3 separate regions of the Hordeum vulgare genome follow, and all the other regions are linked to region 1. The links are chromatin contacts, called in public Hi-C maps. All regions are on one chromosome and are shown on one strand. Each heading gives the region's core, a stretch centred on a gene start, on an enhancer-like site or on the middle of the called end of the contact. The rest is flanking DNA. Distances are from core to core; before and after follow the strand shown. Region 1 holds the start of LOC123427247 (protein root UVB sensitive 2, chloroplastic). Region 2 holds the start of LOC123427244. Region 3 holds the start of LOC123427245 (transcription factor MYB4-like).

What was found. A called contact is a pair of places that touch in the nucleus more often than the background predicts.
Region 2: a Hi-C map of seedling shows a contact between it and region 1, with 4 times the contacts expected there. The contact joins the promoter of LOC123427244 here to the promoter of LOC123427247 in region 1. A contact is called at or near these places in 2 of 6 Hi-C or Micro-C datasets (leaf and seedling).
Region 3: a contact with region 1 is called in a Hi-C map of seedling, with 3 times the contacts expected there. The contact joins the promoter of LOC123427245 here to the promoter of LOC123427247 in region 1. A contact is called at or near these places in 5 of 6 Hi-C or Micro-C datasets (leaf, seedling and an unstated tissue) and 1 of 1 datasets of contacts at active chromatin or transcription factors (embryo).

Annotation. Positions count from the first base shown.
Region 1 is chr2H:559,826,175-559,830,658 of MorexV3_pseudomolecules_assembly, reverse strand. LOC123427247 (protein root UVB sensitive 2, chloroplastic) reads left to right here and starts at 2,028. Exons shown (of 10, transcript XM_045111247.1): 1 at 2,028-2,214; 2 at 2,308-2,439; 3 at 3,560-3,648; 4 at 3,729-3,813; 5 at 4,023-4,082; 6 at 4,164-4,257; 7 at 4,385-4,482. The coding sequence starts at 2,203. It overlaps LOC123427246 (inositol phosphorylceramide glucuronosyltransferase 1-like), which reads right to left and starts at 1,857. Exons shown (of 10, transcript XM_045111246.1): 1 at 1,486-1,857; 2 at 978-1,098; 3 at 556-741. The coding sequence starts at 1,722.
Region 2 is chr2H:559,581,362-559,585,845 of MorexV3_pseudomolecules_assembly, reverse strand. It overlaps LOC123427244, which reads right to left and starts at 2,127. Exons shown (of 2, transcript XM_045111242.1): 1 at 1,847-2,127; 2 at 117-724. The coding sequence starts at 2,055. The coding sequence ends at 400.
Region 3 is chr2H:559,661,668-559,666,151 of MorexV3_pseudomolecules_assembly, reverse strand. LOC123427245 (transcription factor MYB4-like) reads left to right here and starts at 2,144. Exons shown (of 3, transcript XM_045111245.1): 1 at 2,144-2,519; 2 at 2,635-2,764; 3 at 3,283-4,200. The coding sequence starts at 2,387. The coding sequence ends at 3,889.

The sequences.
Region 1 (4,484 bases), core at 779-3,278:
CTGTTAACACCTGAAAGTATTGATGGTGTGTATGAACTGCAAGTTGGGATTTTTTGCAGAGGATGGGAGGATTGCCCTGGTGTTGCCACTCTAAACTTGAAAAGAGGACCTGACAATGCATGCAAAAGACTAACAAATCATCACAAACGCTGGTCAAAACAGGCCAAAGAGAGCTGAGGGCTGAAAATTTTCAGGTGTGATTGCAAGGTGGTGGATGTGCAACTGTCTATTATGAAATAACTTCTGTCTACATGCACTAACATGTCAAGTCTATGAAAATTAACACACTGAAGAGAATAATTGTTTACTTTACATTTTGAAAGTGTGAGAGCAAAGTCTCTAAAAACTTAACCCGTATGAAAAAAAAATCTTATATAATTAGTCTCTTCCATTTACGTAAACACGGTGGGTTTCAAGTTTATTGCACAAGAATTCTTTTATTATATTGACTAGCATGCACCAAAATTTAATAGTTGCGAGCAAACTGTTCACAGCCAATCGGCTTGTGTTCTCCAAACAATTGCCTGAATATAATAGGAAAAGAAGTGCATTGACCTCCAGTGTAGGAAGGCAATCGGTCTACTTGGCTAATCATATCCTTGAAAACAGTTTCAGATGGCTCCACAACCATCACTCCAGAATTCATTCTTTCAGAATGCTTCAAGTTCCCACAGAACTTCCCACACTTGAAAACATCCTCGATACTTTTTACAACTACAGTATCTGCATCAAGATAAACAACTGGGAGAACAACAACCTTTTAGAATAGTAACACAAAATTATGAGACGAAAGAGATGTCAGAAAAATAAATACTTTTGAAGAACAAAAAATATTATTGTTGTTTCAAAATAGATGGCTGTAGCCCTGCTCATTCAGTTCAGAGTAGAGTTTAGTAATATAATTATCATTTTGAAACAGATGGACTTGATGGCGGAAATAAAGAAGCAAAATTGCTTAAATTATTACCCAAACTTACCTTTTTTGTAGCTTGTCATGTTGAATATCTTTAGCTTTGTGTAGACACCCCAAAACCTCGTTGGTCTCACTTGGTTAGGATTAGCCAGTAAAGTTATACGATTCACGATCCAACCATCAGCCTAGAATGTATCTAATGTTAGATTCAATACGGATTCGTTTGGAACATACATGGAAGCAACTTTGCAGGTAAAAAGATTAACAAATAATGTTCATTGTTGTGTGGCATCTTCTCAGGTGATTTCTTGAGGAATCTTCTGAACTAATACAGTCTATAATGAAAAAACTTTCATCCAGGTCCAAACCATTCTGCACGAATCTATCAGAACCCATGATGCATTTTGTGCGCTGAGATCGCAACGAGCACCCATAAACTCCTCCTGCCTCTCAGTTTCAACAAAATTTTAACTTGAACCCCACGCAGCTCTGAGCCAAAGCTGCTACTACTTCACGGAAGCACACTTAAGCTACCGGTAAATTGGTGGGGGTGGGTTTATCATTCCGCAAACCTCGAGGAGCCCCCGCGAGTACTCGGAGACGCCGTCGGAGACGAGCACGACCATGTCGCGCCGCGTGCCGGTGTCGCGGATGGACTTGCCCAGGACGCGCACGCCGAGGACGAACTCGTCGCCGTAGAGCAGCGTGACGTATGCCTCCTCCGTCGCCGCGGCCGCGGCCGCGCCGGCGAGCAGCGCCGCCGCGACGAGGGCGGCCAGCAGGGGCAGCCCGGACGGCGACGATCCCATCGGGGCCTCGCCTTCGGCCCGCGCGGGATCTCGCCTTCGGAGCGGAGCTGCTCGGGATCGGCTCTCTGGCTTGTCCGGTGCTATTGTGATCTTCCCATGGCGATGGTGATGGAGATGTGTTCGGTCAGTCAAATGAGTTCATCCGGTTTGGACTTGTCAGGGCGGCTCATACGGCGGTCGTCGATGCTGGATCGAGGAAACGAGCCTTAGTGGGCCATAGCTGGGCCATCAGGCTCGGCCTCCCAGCCCATTCGGCCCGCTTTCGCTGCAGAAGCAGTTCACGGCCTCCTCTGAAGAACAAGAAAAACTCACACGGCGACGCATGCGACCGAAGAGGAGTTGGAGTCCCCGCCCTCAGCGACCGGCTAACCCACATCCCTTCCCGCTGCCGCCTCGCCGCCGGCAGCCGGCCGCCGTCTCGGTCTAACCGGCCGGCCCAAAGGAGGAAGACGAGGCGAGTCCTCACGGCGTCGCGCCCCCATGGACATACTCGTAAGCGCGGCAACCTTACCTCGCAATCATTTATCCCTACTCCCCATGCGCCGCAGTTCCCCCCCGGTTGATTTCCTCTCTTATCTTCCGCAGGAGAAAATTCGCGGAGGCGGCGACAAACCGGCCGGGATGGAGACGCCCCGGAAGCCGGAGTCCTGGGTGGAGATTTCAGAGTCCGTCTCGCGGCTCTGCAGCTTCGACGCCGGCGGGGGCGGGGGCGTATCTGTAAGCCTTCTAGGAGTACATTTTCCCCTTGTGATTTCTAGTTTTATCTGGCATCTCAAATGGTAAAATTGACTTGGTGTGAGAATAGCAATGTGCCTGTTCGACCTTGTTGTCACTTCTGAACTTTAAACAGTTATTATCGACCTACTGCAATTTCAGCAGTGCCCAGATAAACAATGAATCTTGGAGCTAACTCGCTCGAAGAAGGTAGTATAAACGATAACTACACTGCTAGGATGCTTCAGTTTATACAATAGCACAGTATCTAATTTGTAGCACTAGTTCATCTTTGTCCTGAGTGTTATTTCAATTTGCTTTCTATGTTTACCCAGGGGTAAGGGTTATCTTTTCAAAGAATCTATCGTGAAGAATTTATTCCATTTTATTAAATATCGCTAATTAGTGGAAAACCTAAAGAGCTACCAAAGGTGGGATGCAGCCTCTCCCTGGGTCAAGTGAGAGGACAGGGCAGAGAAGATCTCGGTTGTTCTTAACAGCGATATCTATTCATTTAACTCTTCAGGTAGATTTCCTTTACGTAATATATTCAGGTGGTTGAGGGGCTTTCCCCTCCTCCCCCGGTGAAAAGTTCAAAAAAAAGAAAAAACTCTTCAGGTAGAATCACCAGATCTTCAACAAGGTTGTAATACAACTGGCACATCACATATGAGATGAGAAGTCGAGTTTAAACACTCGTAACTCCAAGCACAATCATGAATCATCCATCTCAATCCAAAAATCTCTATTTCCATTTTGAATACAATGACATACCCTTGCCGCGTGATTGTGTAATTGATGGGACATGTTATACATCGTATATTCGTATGACCCTTTGTTCTAATAATACAAATGGACTAGCAACCTTGAAAATTGTTGTTTGAGTTTCTGCACCAGCGACAACTTTTATCCTCTTCTTGCACTTCGTAGATTTACTAATGTAAGCTTTCACAAGCAGCAATTGGCCTCGAAATGTATACTGCTTACCTAGATAACTAAAAATCTCAGTATGAGTAAGCATAATTCTCTAGTAAAAGTACTGGAACGTTACTTTCATGTTAATTGTATAGTTGAGTGTAAATTCTCTGTTATTGTATAAGTTATGGCTCCTATTTTCCTGTAGGTTAAACTTGTCCAGGATAACAGGATGGCACATGATAAGTTGGTTGATTCTTTCTTGAACAAGTTTTTTCCATCAGGTTATCCATACAGGTACAAGTTTACTGGACGTTGACATTCTTGATACTCTAATGGTCCACATTCTTTGACGAGTTTTGCTATTGATCATGCAGTGTGAATGAAGGTTACCTAACATATACCAAATTCCGAGCACTCCAGCATTTTTCTAGTGCTATGCTGCATGTGTTATCGACCCAGGTCAGTTCATCTGGTTGTTGTTACATTTTCTTTAGCAATAAGACTCTTGATTGGATTACGTGTGTCATCTCCATGAATTTTAGCTACTTTTTCTAGAATATTTGAAATTAGTCGAACTTTTATACTTTTACGTTTTACCTACTTTCGTTGATGGAAAAACATAGTACCTTTCTCCTTTCAACTGACTCCCCATGTGGGCTGCGGCTCAGTCTTTATTATTTGCTGCAGGTCTACGGCCTACCCCTGCACAAGCAACGGCTGTAAGTTGGGTAAGCATATGCCGACAGAAATGCCAAAGTTTCAAGCATGTAGTGCGACCAAAACATCTTGGCTGATTTTCTGTATCTCAGATTCTAAAAGATGGGATGCAGCATGCGGGAAAGCTCATATGTAGCGGCATGGGGGCAAGAATGGATTCAGAGCCAAAGAGTTGGAGGATATTTGGTGGGTAATCACTAATCACCATAATAATTGTGTCGCACATTTTCTGATATTTCTGTTTGTTTGTGTTCTTATACTGAAATTTTCTTTCTAAGCTACATTATTCATGACTCTTTCTGTGGTGTGCCAGCTGATGTTCTCTATGATTTTGGTACCGCCTTGGACTTCATTTCACCACTGTGTCCACAACTTTTTCTTGAAGTGGCGGGCTTGGGAAATTTCGCAAAGGT
Region 2 (4,484 bases), core at 878-3,377, 240 kb after region 1:
GTCCAGGTTTTACATTGCATAATGACATGTTTGTCCTCTATGATTTTTTAAAAGAGAACAGTGTTGTGTCGCTCATGAACGAACGATCAGTTCCACTGCACGCTGAGGCGGTCACAAACGAAACAGAATCCCCGTAGAAATTCACAAGTAAGCATAGAAACATGACACGGCGACGGCGACATAAAAACACTACACCTCACACAGATACTACAAGCCACGCACAACGCACAGAGTGCAAGTAACCACACTTCACCATTTCAAACATCCATCGTCTAAGAACACTGCTTGAGATCTCCCACCCAAGTCACAGAAGCGGTGACCTACCACGAACGCGATGCCACTGCGCTACCATTCTGCATTCATCACCTTCCAGGATAGGATAGGATAGGATTCAGAATTTCAGACACATGACTCGTTGGCCTGCTGGAAACGCTCGGCCTGGGCGGCGGCGGCGTCCTCGGAGACGAGCGCCTCCAGCAGCAGCGCCTTCACCTCCCAGGAGTCGAAGGGGAAGCCCGTCCTCGTGTAGGCGTTGATGAGCGCCGCGCTGCCGTGCTTCACCAGCTTCACGAAGGGGCTGCCCACGTCGTCGGTCCTCATCGTGGCCTCCAGCAGGGTCAGCCGCGGCCCGTACTTGTCCATGGACCTGGACCCGAACACCTTGGACACCGCCGCTTCCTGGGGGACGATGTTCGGCCATTGCTCCGCCCCGCTGCTCCAGAACCTGCATGCAGAGTTCCACATTAAGGAAGGCAACGGCTCATTGCAGTGTTGTTACTCTACTCAGAAACTAGGAGTACTTGTAAAAAGAGCCGGTTAACCCTGAACTCGAAATTCTATTCAGACGAGGGCATTCCACATGCTATGTGGTGATTTTTGAGCATCATATTTCCTTCCCTACCAAAGAAAGTAGCTTAAGTTTGCTCATAAGCCACGATAGGATGCACACTTGCCCCACAGTGCACAAAGGCCACATTGACCCACAAGAGCACAGCTTGAACAAAGCAGAGCGTGGCGAGGACGAAACGGAATTGCATGAACGCAATGAATGAAACGGACGTGACTTGTCTTGAACTCTTGATGTTCACAGGACTCGAACCACAGTAGTTAAGATAGTTTGCTGATTCACTACTACTGTGTGCATATTCAGCAGAAGCAAGGTCAATATTCAGATAATACTGCCATGTATATTCAAATAAACTGCCTTGTGGATCGTGGAGTACCACAATACTCGCTTGTTGACAACTTTTCCCTGCTACCCAGGCTATACGGGTACAACTAGTGACTCAAAATGTACCCTGGATATTAGCTAGAAGATACTGTAAAACTTGTCAGGAACATTACATGGACCGTAAATTGAACGCTTTAGCCTTGCACGTACGCCAAAGGATTTCATTCCATAAAAGCAGATTAAAGGTTGTGTGGGCTCGCAAGAGAGAGACCACACCATTCTTGCAACCTAGTGCAGATTCCGCTGGACCTTTTAGGATGAAACCAACGTTTTTAGATCTACGCAGACGCTAAAAGTGGCCACTTTTTTTCAGTCACAATGTAAACCTCAAAATTACATACATTACTGGAACTCCTCTCCCCTCAGAGAGAGGGAGATGCTACCGTTCGTCACAGTCGCGTTGCAATCTCCGTAGTTTCTGCACAGTACTACCTAAGACTCCATACCTAACTTGAATAAGTAGTACTACCAAATTAGCACAGTAGAGTGACTGAGTGGTGACCACTGACCACCCAATGTTGTGCTAGTAGAAGAATCAAGAAAACAAAGATGTACTACTAGTTCTGCAAGGGGAAGCCAAATCCAAGAACTGGGGAGTGGGGAGCGAGTGCTTACTGGGGAGTGCATCGCCCGACCGCTCTGGTGTAGAGGTACCCGGGCCACGCGCTCCTGGCGCCGCCGCGGGCGCCGTCGGCGACCCTGCTGCCCGCTGCCTCCCCCTCGTCGCCGGCGGCTCTACGATGCATCCCATTCGCTGCCCCGAGCGACGAGCACAGGAGGATGAGGATGCAGGCCATGGAACGGATGAGCGGCATGGAACCCATCTCTCTCTCTCTCTCTCTCTGTGTCTCTCTCTCTCTGTTTGTCTGCTTGCTGCAGGCTTTTGGAGTAAATGGAGCCCAATTTTGAAAGCACGACGCTGCGCTGCGCTGTTGCTAGGCTCCGCTCCCTCGGGATGGGCGTGCAAGGGGACCCAAGCGAGACCGCTGTATTTACTTGTCATGCCCTCCGTGTGATGTTTTCGTGGCCTACCTTCTACTCTGCGCAAATTGCACACGGAGTCCTTGGCCAGCCTGCCACAGCTTCAGTCTCAGGCCAAAGCATTCCTGTAAGAATATCAGCAAGTGGAAGTCTCTTTTCGGATAAAAACGCGAGTTCTGCTTTATCCATGAACGTACATGCTCGTGCCTCAAAAGGGTTGCCACAAATAAGGTAGGAGTACTACGGTATGTACAATAATTACATATCATAATAAAATATAGTTTAAGGCATTTATATTATTATTTTTCTTAATGCAAACTAAGACTTATTAAATAATAATAAAAACTCTAATACACATGCACCTATACTTTTCAATCTTAACTTTTCTTAGCTTTTTATACGGGATCATACTTTCTTTTTCTAAGCACCCGTCTGCTGCAATGGTTCATGCTTCCTCGTTCAAACCTATTTTTCGCGACATACGAGTCATCCCGTGAGGCTATGCATTGGTCATGCCTTGAGTAGCTTATTATTTGTGGAGCCACATTTCGAAATCACAATGAAATAATCAATAAAGAAAAAGCACACATCTCTAATATGATAAGCATTCTCATGTGTCATGACCCTTCATAGATGCACGCTCTATATTTTAACATGACAAGCAATTGTCATTTGCCATGAACGATGAGCTTCCAAGACAACGAACAACATGTTGAACAATGAATCGATTGAGGATAGGGTTTTTCAGAATACCAATTTGGAACATCAGATGTGATCCCAAGTCAACTTAGTTGAGTTTATTTGTTAATTCCAAAATCTAAAATCAAATTTGAAGAAATAGCATTATTGATAAGTTTGGACATGATGTCATCAACTAAATTTAAAAGTAAAACGTAAAGAAATAATATTATGAACAAATTTAAAAGAGTTAAATACATCACGGGTGCCTTAACTTGTCATATGCGGTCAGTTTGATGCCTAAAGTTGTAAAATACATGAAAATGGTGCTTTAACTTGTTCGACCGTGCAAATACGGTGCCTCATACCGTATTCGGGTGTAAGCCTTGCCCGTGTGGCGTGCCACCATGTCGGCGGCCCACGAGTCAGTGGCTGGAAGTGAATGAGTAATTTTTTATTTTTATTGAGATGAAAATTTAAAGCTGGGACTTCCTGCTTAATGCAATAAAATGCTGGTCACCGGGCGAAACTAAGTTATACATAGTAGTATTAACTAGAAATATATACACACCAATTTGACGTATCGTTCTGCATTTATTCAACACATTTTCCACATTTTTTATAGAAAAAATTGAGATCTTGTTTAGTTTTCATGATATGTAAATTTTAACAAATAAAAAATACAGTAATTATCGGTAGGTCATTATTGTGTATTTCAAATATCTATTCTATTTTCATTATTGTGTACTTTTAAGAGGTTATTGTGAACGTTTTTAAAAATTTATGTGGATTTAGACAGTTCAACGTATATTGAAAATTGTTTTGTAAATTTATGTATCTTCATGCAGGACCACAAGCACGGACAATTAGTGTGTATCTTCATTGTATTACTATGTTTTTGAGATACACAATTACAGAAAAATTGACAATATAACTGTTTGATGTGTATTAGAAATTAGTGTGTAATAATATTAATTTTAGAAATATATTAAAATATCTTAAAGGTGTTTGTAGAAATGTAAGAACAGTTTTACACAATAACATTTCCAATGCACGTTCAACATTTATAAAAGTATATGTTGTCATTTTTTTGGACGCATGATAAACATCTTTCAAATATAAATTTATAATTTTATAATACACGTGAAACATGTTTCAAAAGCAAAAAGAAAATCAAATGCACCAGCAGATTCCCTAAATCTCCCTTGCTACTAAAATGTTTAAGTAAATTATCTCATGTATTCATCAAATGATGTCTTGTGTGTTGGTTAGCAGAGGTCCCTCGATGAACAATATAACCACGAAGCACAACACCACGTGATGCCTAAAATGGAGAAATAATGTTTACATCTTTTAGAGGGTGAGATAAATAAATTCCTAGGAAAATTCCAACTAGATGCTCTAAATAAACATTAATTTTTGCTTGGTTTATTGGCTAGATTGCAAGGGTGGCACACGTGAGCTCCTTCAGATCCTTTTTTCTTTCTTATTTTTCTTTAATAATTCGCACTGTATCATTACTATAAATTGCATTGTATCTATGATTTGCACATACAGCCGTGCTTGGTGTCGCTAATATGCGGGACCCAAACCT
Region 3 (4,484 bases), core at 895-3,394, 160 kb after region 1:
GAACTTCACCGAATTCTTCCTCGCGTCCGGCTACCACCACCTCCCGAGGGGATCTCCAACGATGTTCCGCGTCGAGGAGGTCATCCAAAACCGGGTGGTGGTTGCTCTCCTTGCCCACTTCACCAACACATTCGACGCCTTCTACCTCCTCGGCCAGGTGTTTTGGTGTGGCTCCGATTTCATCGCTTTCACCACCCACAACAGGTTCACGGAGTACAACAACACATTCCCCACCGCGACGCGCATGCACACTCTTCCGTACCCCATCGACAACGCCCCGGAGGAGCGGTGAAAAGGGCGCCCTAAGGAGGAGCAAGGGTAGAAGGCGGCGGCTAGGGTTCTCAACCCTCTATCTTTTTTTAGCCTATGTTATGTTAAGTTGTAATTGAAGTATGTTGGAGTTGCTATGGGCTTGTTGGCCCTTTTCTTAAATTCTATTATTAAGTTTTCTATCTATTCTATTATTAAGTTCTTCCTAGTTTGAGCTATGTGATCGTGCTATGGGCTTGTTGGCCCTATCTACATAGGGAACCCATCTACATATTGGGACTACATATTTGTTGATTATTTTCTTAGAGAGCTCGGCTTGTTAGTAGGGTTCCCTTGTTAGTAACCACCTAGTGCATGCAAGCAAGCTTTGTTAGTAGGGATGAATGAGTACAACTAAGCAAGGGAGTGGCTCTTTTTTTACACAAGCCACAAATATGTAGCCACCTAGCTAGAAGAGAGGAACCAACGACAGTGACCATCCATCCGTGGCGGCTAGCGTGCAAGAAAGCTGCTCGGTCAGTGCATCGTGGCGGACGCATCGGCGCATGCAGGTTCGGTCGGCGCGTCGTGGGATCGTGGCATCGGCGCATGCAGGCTCGATCGACGAATGCACGCAAGGTTTGCTGGGTGCATGCATAGCTGGCTTCTGTCCTCGCGGCGCGCGCATACGTTTAATGCAAGGGACGACCCAACGGTTGAACACCGACACCACCCAACGCGGCCCCACTTGTCAGGTCGAACGGACGACACAGTCCAGCGTGGCCTCATTAGTCAGAGTTAACGGTCAAGCCTTTGACCCGACGGCAACGTCCGTTGTGTCCAGTTATGAGGGTTTCTAGCAAAAAAAATGGTGAAATAAAAAACCCATAATAATAATGGTGAAGACACGAAACAAAATGATGCAAATTCTTCTATCTATCTACAACTTATGCTCTACAAACAATTGAACCATTTGCTTCAATCTAACCTCATGTGTAATTATAAGTTCTAACTTGAACCTTTTGCTCCCAATGTTTACTCTCAACATGTTAGAAGAAAAAAACATTTGTACCCACTTAGCAATGTGTTTTTTTTTTTCATTGTACTATTTCATTTCTATGGTTTTCAGACTCGTAATCTAGTAATTGTCCCATCTTTATGAATCCCAGACATTAATATTCCCAATGAATGAAAAAGATGATTTACTAAAATTACCACAAATCATATTCGACACGTCATTGCCATAAAAGAACCATGCGTATTTCATTGGCAATAAAACACAACCACGTGTAAATTTTGGGGGTGAAATGTCACACTTGCGCAAGATGCGTACAAGTACCGCAGCTAGCAAGCCGGTAGAGTGGTCGACACACACACACTCACAAGTATACTACACAACAACAGTCAACGCGAGAGAGTTCATCTCCGTTACGATCGCGCCTCCCGATTCGTGAAGTCACCATCGGATAGCAGTATAGTATTCACAAATAACATGATAATCCACGTCGAGGTTGAGGATTGATACGCAACGCATTTACTATCGGTCAAAATCCGCCACTCCTAAATACGGCCGTATCTGCATCATGACGTTGATTCACCGATGTAGCATACCCTGAGCATTGACCATTCATGGAGCAAGTAAATCTTTTCCTGAAAATCTTCCGGCGCATCCTCCCAGATTTCCACCATCACAACTTTCTTAGTATCAGGAGTAGACACCACCCCCTCCAAAGCGAATGAAACGGAAGAAAAGTATAGAGAGTAAAAGTAGTCTAAAAAATCACAGTAAACGGGAGAGTGGAGGAACAATTGCGCCTCATGCTGGTCTAGTTTAGTTTAGCCACGGCCACCTTTGGTGGGTTCCTTCGGCGAAGTTGCCATGGCACAACACGAGAAACCAGAATTGGGCCTCTGAAAAACGTTTCAGCAGAGCAGAGCAGGGCGCCCCCACAGCCGGGCATTAAATACCCGGACACCCCCCGCGACTCCGCCATTACTCCGCGGCATCCACAGGCACCCCGGCCAGGCTAGCCGTGCCCGTGCTCCCTTCTTCTCTTCTCCCCCAAAGAGTCAAAGACAGGCACAGAGGGGACTCGCGCATCCAGCACGCACGCGCGCACGCATCCGGATCGAGAAGATGGGGAGGGCGCCGTGCTGCGAGAAGATGGGCCTGAAGAGGGGGCCCTGGACGCCGGAGGAGGACAAGATCCTGGTCGCACACATCCACAGCCACGGCCACGGCAACTGGCGCGCGCTGCCCAAGCAAGCCGGTGAGTCCCGCCGTCCGTCCATATATCAAACGCATCTCAGGCGTCCTTTCTTCTCTCTCTCTCTCTCTCTCTCTCTCGCGCGCGCGGCGGCGCTAAAGATCTGTGCTGGTTTCAGGGCTTCTGCGGTGCGGCAAGAGCTGCCGGCTCCGGTGGATCAACTACCTGCGGCCGGACATCAAGCGCGGCAACTTCTCCGACGAGGAGGAGCAGTCAATCATCCAGCTGCACCAGCTGCTCGGCAACAGGTGCCCCTCCCCCCCTCCCCACCCTTTACCCCTTGTCGTCTTCCTCCTCCATCACATCTTCACTGTTCCGCAAAAATGGTGGCAATCATTGTTGCTTTGCTTCAATTGCAAAACAGACAGGTTTATTCCCCTTTTCTTTTCGGGGCCGAATTACAATATGTTATCATCACGGGTCCCACCTCCGCGCGCGCGCGCGCACACACATATATATATATATTATACTACAAAGATAAAAATCTCAAGTGCATCGTATAGTAGTGTAGGCCACCTTTGTTATAGTATTATGGCTAATTGCATCACCGGTGATGCGCGAGATCTTGAAAGATTCCGTCTTGTTTGGCCGCTCCGGCCACGGGCGCCTTCTTGATTTCAGTGCCGGCATTAAACTAGGGGCGGCGCTGCGGTTTCAGATCACGTCGCGATCGGATTTATTAAACGTCGCCGAATTCATCTTGTCAATCTGTCAAGAACTACGCGCTGATTGGATTCGATCCGTGTTGTTGTTTGCTTGCGCGCAGATGGTCCGCGATTGCCGCCAGGCTGCCGGGGAGGACGGACAACGAGATCAAGAACGTGTGGCACACCCACCTCAAGAAGCGGCTCGACCCCAGCGCGCAGGAGCAGCACGAGGAGGCCGGCGTCGCCAAGAAGCGCAAGAAGCCGGCGGCGGCGGCGGCGCCGAGGAAGCGCGACGGCAAGGTCAAGATGAGGAACCTCAACGCGCTGACCGCCAGGGCGGCGGCGGCGGCGCCCGTGTCCTCGCCCGAGCGCTCCGTCTCATCCACGGTCACCGAGTCGACGTCGACCGCCTCGGCGGCGGCGGAGCAGCACGGCAACTCGGGGAGCAGCTCCGCGTCCGCGTCCGCGTCCGTCAAGGAGGAGTGCTTCACCTCGTCCGAGGAGTCGGAGGAGTTCCAGATCGACGAGAGCTTCTGGTCGGAGACGCTGTCCATGCCGCTGGACGACCTCAACGACGTCTGCATGGAGCCCCACGACGCGTTTGGCAAGCCCGACGGCGACATGGACTACTGGCTCAGACTGTTCATGGAGGGCGGCGGCGGCAGCGGCAGCGGCAGCGACGACAACAACAACCATGACGGCGCGCTAGACTTGCCACAGATTTAGGCTCCTGATGAGATGATTTGATCGTTCTTTTTCTCTCTCTCTCTACATCTGCGTGCGCCATCTTCGCTGCATCGGAGGGATTGCTAACAGGAAAGAGTTTCCGGCCCGCCCCGTGGAGGAAACCAGTAGCCAGCCAGCAAGAACGCTGATCATGCGCCGGGTAGCTTTCTTCGATCCATTTTGGTTAGTCATTTACCTTGTTGTATAGAAGGATGATGATGAGAGATCAGTGTTCAGTGATCGGAACCGATGCATTCTCTGTACTATCATGGAGTTTATCTGAAATGGAGTCTGTCTGTCCGCTTTTCTCATTTGGTTAATCAGAACTAATCGATTACTCACTCGCCGCGTGTGCTCAGCTGCCGAATCACATCATGTGATCGATCTTCTGGAGAAATGTGAGGGTTAAACCAGTGCAGCACGTACGGGGCTTTTGTCTTGCTATCTGTTCTTTCCCGGTGCTGCACGCTCGGCTTGTCGCAAAGGCGAGCAGGCCATGAAAAACAAACCTGAAGGAAAAAACATGTGTTGGGGCCTGGAAAAACCGGAGGAAAAGTCCCTTTTCTCCATCCGAGAGAGGTTAAATAATGACACG